Regions from separate parts of the Macaca mulatta genome. Here region 2 is linked to region 1. A link is a contact called in public Hi-C data. All regions are on one chromosome and are shown on one strand. The core of a region is the stretch at or near the end of the contact, and the rest is flanking DNA. Distances in the headings are between cores, read along the strand shown.

Region 1 (5,529 bases), core at 1,815-4,314:
CAGGACAGAAGTATCCCACCCTTTTGTCTCTGGCTGCTCACCCCCACCACGGGGACCCAGGCATGCTGCCCCCCCAGCCCGGACTTGTTCCTCTTTTGGAGACAGGAAGGAGAAAGAGTATGGGACTGAACTCCTTCTGGGGCTTTTCTCCCCCACTCCATGGTGGTCACCCTGGAGTTATCAATCACAGAGAGGCTCAGATGGAGGGAGTTGAGACAGACAACTGGGGGGTGAAAAGGATCAACCAGCAAGCCCCCTCCCCATCCCTGAGAGGTGTTCCCCCCACCCAATTTCTCAGTGACACTTGGCCTACAGCAAAGCTGGAGGTAGGACTGAGATGGGTGGCTGGGGGAAAAGAAAGACCCCTACATTCAGGATGGGGCTGCAGTGCAGAGACTAGCAGCGCGCAAAGCCTACCTTTTACCTTTCCTCCCCAAATCCTGGCAGCTCCTCCCCCAGGGACCCAGCTACCCAGCTGAGGCCTCCACCCTCATCACCTAGAGGCAGAGGGGCTGAGACCAAGACAGAAGAAGGCCTGGTGAGGGGGCCACATATGCTATAGGCTACATGAAGACCAAGACAGAGAATCAGAGGCCAGGGAGAAAGAGAGAGGGTGCAGAAAAACAGGAAGGAGGCTGAGACAGAAAATGAAGGAGGAGGAAGGGGCTTCAGAGTGACCTGGCAGGCACAGAGAAGAGGGCTGTCTGATCTGATAGACAAGTAATGGAGGAGGAGGGGGAGGGGGAGGGGAGGGGAAGGGACGGGAAGGAGGAGGGGGAGAAGGAAGGGGAGGAGAAGGGGTGGGAGGAGGGAGTCCCAAGATAGAGGTTAGGCCAGGGCTGATGGGCGAGCCCTAGAACCCAGGTCTTACCTGCCCCATCTCCTCTGGAGCACCCAACTCCATCCGCAGCCGCATGTCTACAGCTTTCCTCCGGGACAGTGGAGGGGTCCTGGTCCCTGAGCCCCCAGCCTCCGCGTCCACCCTCAGAGAGGGCAGGGGCGTGGCAGCCCGGGATGTGCCCGCACTCTCACCGGTCCCAGGCTCTGGGGGGCGCTGCTGGGGTGGGGAGGCCGACAGTGGGGGTGTCTCTGCCTTGGCTTTGCCGGGCACCACCAGCTGGCCCAGTCCCCCAGTGAAGGAGCGGGCCTGAGGTCCGGGAGAGGTGGGGGGTGGACGGAGCCAGGAGGTGGGGCCCTGAGACAGGCCTGACTGTGGGGTGGGGGTGCCCAGGCCGAGGCTGGCCAGCTCCAACCTGGAATCCAAAGATCTGCCCCCGGCGCCCCCTGAGGCCCCTCGAATTCCCTCCAGGAGTCGGCCGAAGCTGTGGGGCTCCAGGTCTCGCTCATAAACATCCACACACGTCCAGCGACCACGGCGATATGGCTCTCCCAGGCCGTGGGGCAGCTTCACCACCCGGAAACGGGAGGAGGGGGCCCCAGGTGGTGGGGAGCCATTCCGGGGGGTGCCCTTGCCCCCCGGATCAGGGCTGGGCTCCCCACTGGGCAGGCGGGGCAGGGGCCCGGTGGGGGGCTGTGGAGTAGGCGGATCTGAAGTCCCTGGGCTCCCCGGGCCCTCATAGTCTGTGGTGACGCTGGTGATTTGGAAACTACTCTTCTTCTTGCCCCCGCTCATGGTCCCTGGGGCTCAGGGCTGGGCCAAGGTTGGGGGTGGGTTGGGACTCCTTGAAGGGGCTCAGGCACCCCTGGAACAAGGGGGCCACATGGTGGGGGCATCCGGGCCCCTGGGGACGTCTGGGTCCGACATGGCAGGAGGGCCTGGTGGGAACCCGGGGTGCCTGCTGGGTGAGGGGAGAAGAGGAGAGGGGAGGTGGCGGGAGGGGGGAGCACGGGCAGGTTTTTCCTGCTGCTGTTGCTGCTGAACTCCAGAGCTGAGTTTGCAAACTGGAAAAAGAGGGAGAGAGAGAGTGTGTGTGTGTGTCTGTGTGTGTGTGTGAAACCAGTGGGCAGGCCACCTCCGGGGCTTCCTCTCCGGGGAGCAGAGTGGGGGAAGGGGAAACCGTCAGAGACCCGGAGACAGGCAAGAGATGACAGAGACCAGGGCAGAGGGGACCAGATCCAAAAAGGCGCTCAGAGTAGGAAGAGGCAGATGAGTTCCAGAGTTGTGCATTTCTCATCTGAGATTCTGACTCAGGGGGCGGGTATTGTCCCAAGAGCTTGGACTCCAGGGCCTGGGAGAACCGGGGTGAAGCAGCTCCCCAGCCTGGCCCGGCCACTCAGAGAGACCTCTCCTGGGCCTCGAGCCCACCCCAGCTCCCACATCCCTGGGGCAGGCCCTGCCCGGCTACCCCCAGCGCCCCACCCAGCCCCGAATCCTACCTCTGGGGCCTCAGCCACTGATCTGAGCCTGAGGGTCCCGGCGCCTAAGAGGTCGGGCTGTGCGTTCCCTGGGGCCTTCTGGCCAGGGGGAGTGGCGGGGCACGCAGGCGGCGATCAGAGGTTGCCCCGTCCTCTCCGGGGGCCTCAGCTCATCCTGGGAGGCATCTCCGAGGAAAGTTTGCTCTCCGGAAAAGAAGGAACCCGCGGCTCCTCCGAGGAGCCCAGGAGCGGCCGCTGAAGCCCCAGGGGTCTGGAGACTGATGTGGGAGAGGGCGGCCGAGCCCCCCGCTGCTCCCGGTGGCAGCCAGCGAGTGGGTGTCTCGAGTCTCCTCCCGCGTGGCCCCGCTGGGTCCGTGTCTCCGCTCCTCCGCTCCCCTGGGTCTCTGCCTCTCCGTCTTTCTCCTTCTGAGCTGTTGACAACCCCCACACCAGGAAGTCCTGCCTCCTCGGGCCTGCTGACTGCTCCTCTCCTCCTCCTCCTCCTCCTCCTTCCCCTCCTCCTCCCCTTCCTCCTCCCTCCCTCCCTCCTGGGGCTTCCCGCCAGCTGGCCCGGGGCCAGGCCTGCCACAGCCGCTGCTGTTGCAGTTGCTGCAGCCACTGCTTAGGCTGCTGCTCCTGGGGGCCCCAAACAGACTCTCTTAACCCCACACCTGCCGGGCCCAGCCCCACTCTTGCAGGCAGGGGCTGCAGAGGGCGGGGCTCGGGGAGAAAGGGGAGGAGCTTGCAGGGAGGCGAGGGATTCCCTTACTTGTAGTCAGTTGCTGCCATTGGCCTAGAGACACACAGAAGAAACGGAAGGCACAGGCCGGGAGGTGTGCTGGATGCCCACCCAGAAGTGCCCAGTCCCTGCTGCGGGGCGGCTGTGGCTGTCATTCTCCTTTGGTTTTCACAGCAACTGCATGAGGAAGGTACTATTATTCCCCCCATTCCTTATTTTTAAAAGTGGATTATTGCCGGACCCCGGTGGTGGCTCATGCCTGTAATCCCCACACTTTGGGAGGTCAAGGAAGGAGGATTGCTTGAGACCAGTTTGGACAATATAATAGCAAGACCTCGTCTCTACAAAACAAACAAAAAAAATTGGCTGGGCATGGTGATGTGCACCTATAATTCCAGCTACTCAAAGGCTGAGGTGGGAGGATCCCTTGAGCCCAGGAGTTTGTGACCAGCCTGGGCAATATAGCGAGATCCCCATCTCTACAAAAAATTAAAAAATAGCACTTTGGGAGGCCGAGGCGGGCGGATCACGAGGTCAAGAGATTGAGACCATCCTGGCCAACATGGTGAAACCCCATCTCTACTAAAAATATAAAAATTAGCCAGGTGTGGTGGCATGCGCCTGTAGTCCCAGCTACTCAGGGGGCAGGAGAATCACTTGAACCCGGGAGGCGGAGGTTGCGGTGAGTAGAGATCGTGCCACTGCACTCCAGCCTGGCGATTAGAGCGAGACCGTCTTAAAAAAAAAAAAAAAAAAAAGCTGAGTGTGGTGATGTAGACCTGTAGTCCCAGCTACTCAGGAGGCTGTGAGGCAGGAGAATCTCTTGAGCCCAGGAGGTTGAGGATGCAGTGAGCCTACATTGTGCCACTGCACTCCAGCCTGGGCAACAGAATGAGACCATGTCTCACCAAAAAAAAAAAAAAAAAAAAAAAAAGTGGATTATTATGAAAATTTTCAAACGTGCCATGCAGACATGGGGAGACCATGCAAACTCCACACGGATGGTGGTCCCAACCCAAAATTAATTTTTAAAAAATCATCAACGTTATAATGAAATGACATTCAATGAAATGACATGTGGGAGCCAGCTGTATTTTGCTGGACTATTTGAAACCAAATCCTGGATGTTATACTATTTCCCTTTGCCCCAACCACTCCCCCACATTTTTTTTAGAGACAGGTGCTCTCTCTCTCTCGCTCTCTCTCTTCTATTGCCCAGGATGGAGTGCAGTGGTGTGATCATAGCTCACCACAGCCTGGAACTCCTAGGCTCAAGCCATGCTCCTGCCTCAGCCTCCCAAGTAGCTAGGACTTTAGATGCACGCCACCACACCCAGCTAATTTTTAAATTTTTGTAGAGATGGGAGCTCTCACCATGTTGCCCAGTATGGTCTCAAACTCCTGGCTTCAGTTGGTCCTCCCGCCTCAGCCTACCAAGTAGCTGGGACTACAGACACACACTACTACGCCTGGCTAAATTTCTTTAAAAAAAAATTTTTTTTGGTAGAGATGGGGGTCTTGCAATGTTGCCCAGGGTCGTCTTGAACTCCTGGCCTCAAGTGATCCTCCTGCTTCTGCCTCCCTAGTAGCTGGGACCACAGGTGTACTCCACCACACCTGGCTAATTTTTTAGTTTTCATAGAGACAGGGTCTTACTATGTTGCCCAGGCTGGCCTCAAATGATACTCCCACCTGGGCCTTCCAAAAAACTGACATTACAGGCGTGAGCCATGGTGCCTGGCCTCAGGGAAATTTCTAACCCCTCTTTAGGGTTAGGTAAAAATAAAACAATGGAATACCTACCCTCGTTATGTATTTGTTCTTTATCTCTTTGTTAGAAACATCCACACTCCTGTTTCTCTCCCTTAAGCCATAGTAACAATGACTGCCATAGCCCAGGTCTGTGAGCCTCCCAAGTAGTGATGTCTGGGAAGCAGCCTCCCACCTGCTCCCTACCCCTCCAGACTGCATCCCTCTGTCCCTCACAGAACCTCTTCTCCTCTAGCAACACTCAGAACATGGCCTTGGTCCCTCCGTCCCCAGGCCCTCCTTCCTTCTTGCTGACTTGCTACAAACTATCCAAAAATTATCTTTGGGGCCGGCCTGGTGGCTCAAGCCTGTAATCCCAGCACTTTGGGAGGCCGAGACGGGCGGATCACGAGGTCAGGAGATCAAGACCATCCTGGCTAACACGGTGAAACCCCGTCTCTACTAAAAAAATACAAAAAACTAGCCGGGCGAGGTGGCGGGCGCCTGCAGTCCCAGCTACTCGGGAGGCTGAGGCAGGAGAATGGCGTGAACCCGGGAGGCGGAGCTTGCAGTGAGCTGAGATCCAGCCACTGCACTCCATCCTGGGCGACAGAGCGAGACTCCGTCTCAAAAAAAAAAAAAAAAAAAATTATCTTTGGGCAATCCCTTTCTCTGCCTCAGGCACTGGTATCTGAGTCTAGAGGCCCTGGCACATTGCTGACCTC
Region 2 (5,529 bases), core at 1,132-3,631, 65 kb after region 1:
GGGAGGTGGAGGCTGAGGTGAGTGGATCACTTGAGCCCAGGAGGTCCAGACCAGCCTGGGCAATATAGTGAGACCCAGTCTCTACAAAAAATTTTGAAAAATTCGCCAGGCATGGTGGCACACAGCTGTAGTCCCAGCTACTTGGGAGGCTGAGGTGGGAGGATCCACTTGAGTCCAGAAGGTTGAGGCTGCAGTGAGCCATGATTGTGTCACTGCACTCCATCCTGGGCGATAAAGCGAGACCCTGTCTCAAAAAAAAAGTCATTGTTTTAAAAATGGTGACTGTCAGGCCTCTGAGCCCAAGTCAAGCCATCGCATCCCCTGTGACTTGCACGTATATGCCCAGATGGCCTGAAGTAACCGAAGAATCACAAAGAAGTGAAAATGTCCTGCCCTGCCTTAACCGATGACATTCCACCACAAAAGAAGTGAAAATGGCTGGTCCTTGCCTTAAGTGATGACATTACCTTGTGAAAGTCCTTTTCCTAGCTCATCCTGGCTCAAAAAGCTCCCCCATTGAGCACCTTGTGACTCCCACTCCTGCCCGCCAGAGAACAACCCCCCTTTGACTGTAATTTTCCTTTACCTACCCAAATCCTATAAAACGGCCCCACCCTTATCTCCCTTCGCTGACTCTCTTTTCGGACTCAGCCTGCCTGCACCCAGGTGATTAAAAGCTTTATTGCTCACACAAAGCCTGTTTGGTGGTCTCTTCACACGGACGGACGTGCATGACAGTGACCAACCCAATCTAAAGTACCCAACAAGTCACCAGGCATTGTGGCTCATGCCTGTAATCCCAGCACTTTGGGAGGCCAAGGTGGGAGGCTCACTTGAGGCCAGGAGTTTGAGACCACCTTGGCCAACATGGTGAAACCCTGTCTCTACTAAAAATACAAAAACTGGCTGTGCGCGGTGGCTCATGCTTATAATCCCAGCACTTTGGGAGACTGAGACGGGCAGATCACGAGGTCAGGAGATCGAGACCATCCTGGCTAACACGGTGAAACTCCGTCTCTACTAAAAATACAAAAAAATTAGCCGGGTGTGGTGGCAGGTGCCTGTAGTCCCAGCTACTTGGGAGGCTGAGGCAGGAGAATGGCGTGAACCCTGGAGGCAAAGCTTGCAGTGAGCCGAGATCGTGCCACTGCACTCCAGCCTGGGCGACAGGGTGAGACTCCACCTCAAAAAAGAAAAAATAACAATAATAATAATAATACAAAAAGTATCCGGGGGTGGTGGCAGCTGCCTGTAATCTCAGCTACTCGGGAGACTGAGGCATGAGAATTGCTTAAACCCAGGAGGCAGAGGTTGCAGTGAGCCGAGATCATGCCACTGAACTCCAGCCTGGGCAATAGAGTGAGACTCCATCTCAGAAAGATAAAGTTAAATTTAAAAATTTTAAAAGTACCCAAAAAGTCTTTTCCAAGACCTGATTTTAATTCTCTGCATAGGATTTATCACTAACTGGTGATTCTTTAATTTGTGTATTGTTTGCTTCCCCCTACTAGAATGTAAGCTCTACAAGAATATTTTGTTTGATTGCTTCGCTGCCATATTCTATTCCCAGTGTCTAGAACGTGCCTGAAACCTAGCAGACACTCAGTGTTTGTTAAATGAATAATCGAATACTAGTCCACCTACTAGGAGGGTTAAAGGCAGGGTTTCTAAAGTTGGAAGACCCAGAATGGAATCCTGGGCCACATACTCGTGTGATCTGCCGCAAGTTGTCCAACCTAAGGGTGTAAAATGGGGATTCCATCTCTGTGATAGGCGGAGCGAATGAAATGACAGTTATAAAGCACTCCCTTAGCTCCGTGGCTCAGGAATTAGAGCACTGGTCTAGTAAAGCATTCTTGCTCCCTCTCCCTCTCTCCCTTAAGCGCTCTCTTCTTTCCCCCTCCTGCTCAGCCCCTCACATGGCCACTTCTCTTCGGCTTTGCATGACACTCTAGAGTCTAGAATAAGCCTTTGAAATTTGCCGGGAATTAACGTCATCAGTCGGGAGGCCCACAGCTACGCACGCGCGGGGCACCTCCTCTGTCTCGCGCGCTAACTTTGCAGCCCTGCCAGCCAATCAGAGTTAGCGTCAGAGAACGAGTGCCGAGGACTCACCAATCGGAACTAGGAGGCGGGCCGTGGTGGAGGCAGTGGCGAGAGGGGGCGGGGACAAGGAGAGGGCACGCACAGTTCTCGCTGCCGGGGTCTCTGCCGGCCAATAGGAGAGGCCTAGGGGCTGAAGGCGGTGGGGCGTGGCATTGGCGGCTCCAGCAACGGGAGGCTGTCCCAGGGCGGGCCAATCGGAATAAGGAGGTGGGAGAAACCTAGCCAATTAGCGTGCAGGACGGGCAAGGAGGGTGGGGGGCGGCGGAGTCTCCTGCGGACACCGCCCGCTCCCGAGCTTCTGTCAGGGGAGCTGGGCGTGCGGAGGCGGCTGAGGAGGCGGGAAGGCGGCAGTGGTTGAAGGGGTGATTGCTGACTAGCGGGGAGGGAGTGGGCAGCGATGGTGATGGCGGCGAAGAAGGGCCCGGGCCCGGGCGGCGGGGTCAGCGGGGGCAAGGCGGAGGCGGAGGCGGCCTCGGAGGTGTGGTGCCGTCGGGTGCGGGAGCTGGGTGGCTGCAGCCAGGCCGGGAATCGCCACTGCTTCGAGTGCGCCCAGCGCGGGGTCACCTACGTGGATATCACCGTGGGCAGCTTCGTGTGCACCACCTGCTCCGGCCTCCTGTGAGTGACCGGGAGGGAGTGGCCGAGGTCGGCGGGGGGGGACCCCGGGGACCCGAGGACGGGGTGGGGAGGCCGGGGCTCCGGGGCGCGAGAGAAAGAGGCCGAGGTGAGGGGCGGCGGGGAGGTCAGGGAACGCGCCGGCTGTTGGGACGGGGTCGTCTGCTGCAGCGGTGTCGTGGGGAGGGGAAAGGGCAGGGGAGAGGAAGCAAGGCCGGAGTCGCGCTGCAGAGAGAAGGGTGGGGGTGCAGAAGGACGCCCGGAGAGGGACCGAGAAAGTCCCCGAGGGAGGCGAGGCAAACTGTAAGTGGGGAGGGAGAAAGTGCGGAGGATGGAAGGGAACTCGGGGTGGGATGGGGTGTCGGGACTTAAAGGGCCAGAAAATGACATGCACCTTTAGAGGGAACTTCATGCAGGTGGAAAGCAAAAAGGAAAAAGGTGGGGAAAGCCGTCCTGGAGATGGACGAGCACCTTTCTTCCTTCGGGCTTGTGTCCCTGCTGGAGTGTGAGATGCGGAAGCCAGCTGAAACTTGGTTGAAATTCCTATGATTAGAGTACAGGATTTTAAAATAAAAAAAATTTTTTTAATAGGCGAATTAACCCAGATTGACAGCCTAGAGATAGTAGCTGGAAGGGAGCCATGGTTTAGAGTTCAGGTGTAGATACTAATCTTAGCAGGGCTTTGAAATGTTACCCAGAAGGTAAAACTCTTATGAAATCTAAGAGATGAGAGCCAATGGGTTACCCTGGTAGAGAGCTTAGCTTTTTCAAACGTTTGCACATCTAGGTGAGCCATCCTGAAGGTTAATCATTTACACCTTTAAGCTCCCTGTTGCCATGGCTGGATCCTGGTGGTAGCATCCAGGAAACTCTTTCTAGATTTTGGGGGGGCTTTGGTGCATCATCTGAGTGCTACACTTGGCATTGGTACTGTTCGGTCACGCCAGAGTGAATTTACAGCCACAGTTCTAGCCTAGTTTTCTGGCTATATAGTAAGTCCCCCTCCACCCCCCTCGGCACTCCTCCTACCCCCAAATTAAGATATTATTTGGTGGCCGGGCGCGGTGGCTCAAGCCTGTAATCCCAGCACTTTGGGAGGCCGAGACGGGCGGATCACGAGGTCAGGAGATCGAGACTATCCTGGCTAACACGGTGAAACCCCGTCTCTACTAAAAAATACAAAAAAACTAGCCGGGCGTGGTGGCGGGCGCCTGTAGTCCCAGCTACTCTGGAGGCTGAGGCAGGAGAATGGCGTAAACCCGGGAGGTGGAGCTTGCAGTGAGCCAAGATCAGGCCACTGCACTCCAGCCTGGGCGACAGAGCGAGATTCCGTGTCAAAAAAAAGAAAAAAAGAAAGATATTATTTGGTTAGATGCATGATTAACACCTGATATCAGGCCTGGATCTCTGTGTTTTTTTTTAATAAGTTTGTCAAGGGATTTATTTTGACAATTTTTTAGTCTTATTTTAAGACTGTTGTTTTTGTTTCGTTTTTTTAAAAATGCTTTCCGGCCGGGCGCTGTGGCTCACTCCTGTAATCCCAGAACTTTGGGAGGCCAAGGCAGGCAGATCATGAGGTCAAGAGATCGAGACCATCCTGGCCAACATGGTGAAACCCCATCTCTACTAAAAATACAAAAATTAGCTGGACGTGGTGGTGTGCACCTGTAGTCCCAGCTACTTGAGAGGCTGAGGCAGGAGAATCACTTGAACTCGGGAGGTGGAGGTTGCAGTGAGCCAAGATCATGCCACTGTACTTCAGCCTTGTTGACAGAGCAAGACACTGTCTCAAAAACAAACAAACAAAAAAACCATTCCCTATCTTGATACCTTTAGGAGCCAGGGAGCAAGAAGTATTGTTCTTGCAAGACAGATGGGAGAACAGAAGCAAAGAGAGGTTTTGTAACTTACCCAATGCCATATGGGGGTTGCTGTTTCCAACACTTGTTGTTTGATATTAGTGATGATCATGGCAGACCAGCAATGAGGATTTAGTTCTCCCAAGATGCAGTTTGGAATTATTTACTTCATTTTAACCTCCTTTGCTAAACCTCTCTGGGTTCTGATCAACCTCACTTGTGGGTTGTAAGGATGAATTCGACTTTGGTCTAAGTAAAAGCCATCGTGGCTCTTGGGATAATGATTGAGAACCCAAACAGTAATGTGTCATAAACTGAGATAGACTCAAATGAAGCAAGAGGATAGAGACTCGGAAGTGGGTGAAGAACTCTGGGGACAGATTGAGCAACGTTTAGGAATATGTATAGGGGTCGGGCTCGGTGGCTCACGCCTGTAATCCCAACACTTTAGGAGGCCAAGGTGAGCAGATCACCTGAGGTCAGGAGTTTTGAGACCAGCCTGGCCAGCATGGCGAAACCTCATCTCTACTAAAAATACAAAAATTAGCCAGGCATGGTGGCAGGCGCCTGTAATTCCAGGTACTCAGGAGGCTGAGGCAGGAGAATTGCTTGAACCCAAGAGGCGGAGGTTGCAGTGAGCCGAGATCGTGCCACTGTATTCTCCAGCCTGGGTGATGGAGCGAGACTCTGTCTCAAAAAAAAAAAAAAAAAAAAAAAAAGAGTATGTATAGGGTAAAGTAGAAAGAGAAAGAGCTGATTCCTGAAGATCCTGCTATGAAAAGGGAAATCTCATTAGTCTGAAGAGAACTAAAGAGACGCGGAAGGATGAAACTGATGGATAAAATTGAGTAAGTGGGAAGTGCTGACATTGTTATCATTATTTTGTAGATCTTTGTTAAAATGTCCCACAGATAACATTTCCCTTATAATATCCCTCAATCAGGACACA

The links. A called contact is a pair of places that touch in the nucleus more often than the background predicts.
Region 2: a contact with region 1 is called in a Hi-C map of cortical neurons, with 2.1 times the contacts expected there. The contact joins the promoter of AGFG2 here to the promoter of NYAP1 in region 1. A contact is called at or near these places in 4 of 14 Hi-C or Micro-C datasets (CD4 T cells, cortical neurons, fetal cortex germinal zone and 1 more).

The regions. Positions count from the first base shown.
Region 1 is chr3:47,677,479-47,683,007 of T2T-MMU8v2.0, forward strand. It overlaps NYAP1 (neuronal tyrosine phosphorylated phosphoinositide-3-kinase adaptor 1), which reads left to right and starts at 3,065. Exons shown (of 7, transcript XM_077996318.1): 1 at 3,065-3,245. TSC22D4 (TSC22 domain family member 4) reads right to left here and starts at 2,758. Exons shown (of 5, transcript XM_077996365.1): 1 at 2,338-2,758; 2 at 872-1,902. The coding sequence starts at 1,633.
Region 2 is chr3:47,743,006-47,748,534 of T2T-MMU8v2.0, forward strand. It overlaps AGFG2 (ArfGAP with FG repeats 2), which reads left to right and starts at 2,382. Exons shown (of 14, transcript XM_077996362.1): 1 at 2,382-2,724. The coding sequence starts at 2,504.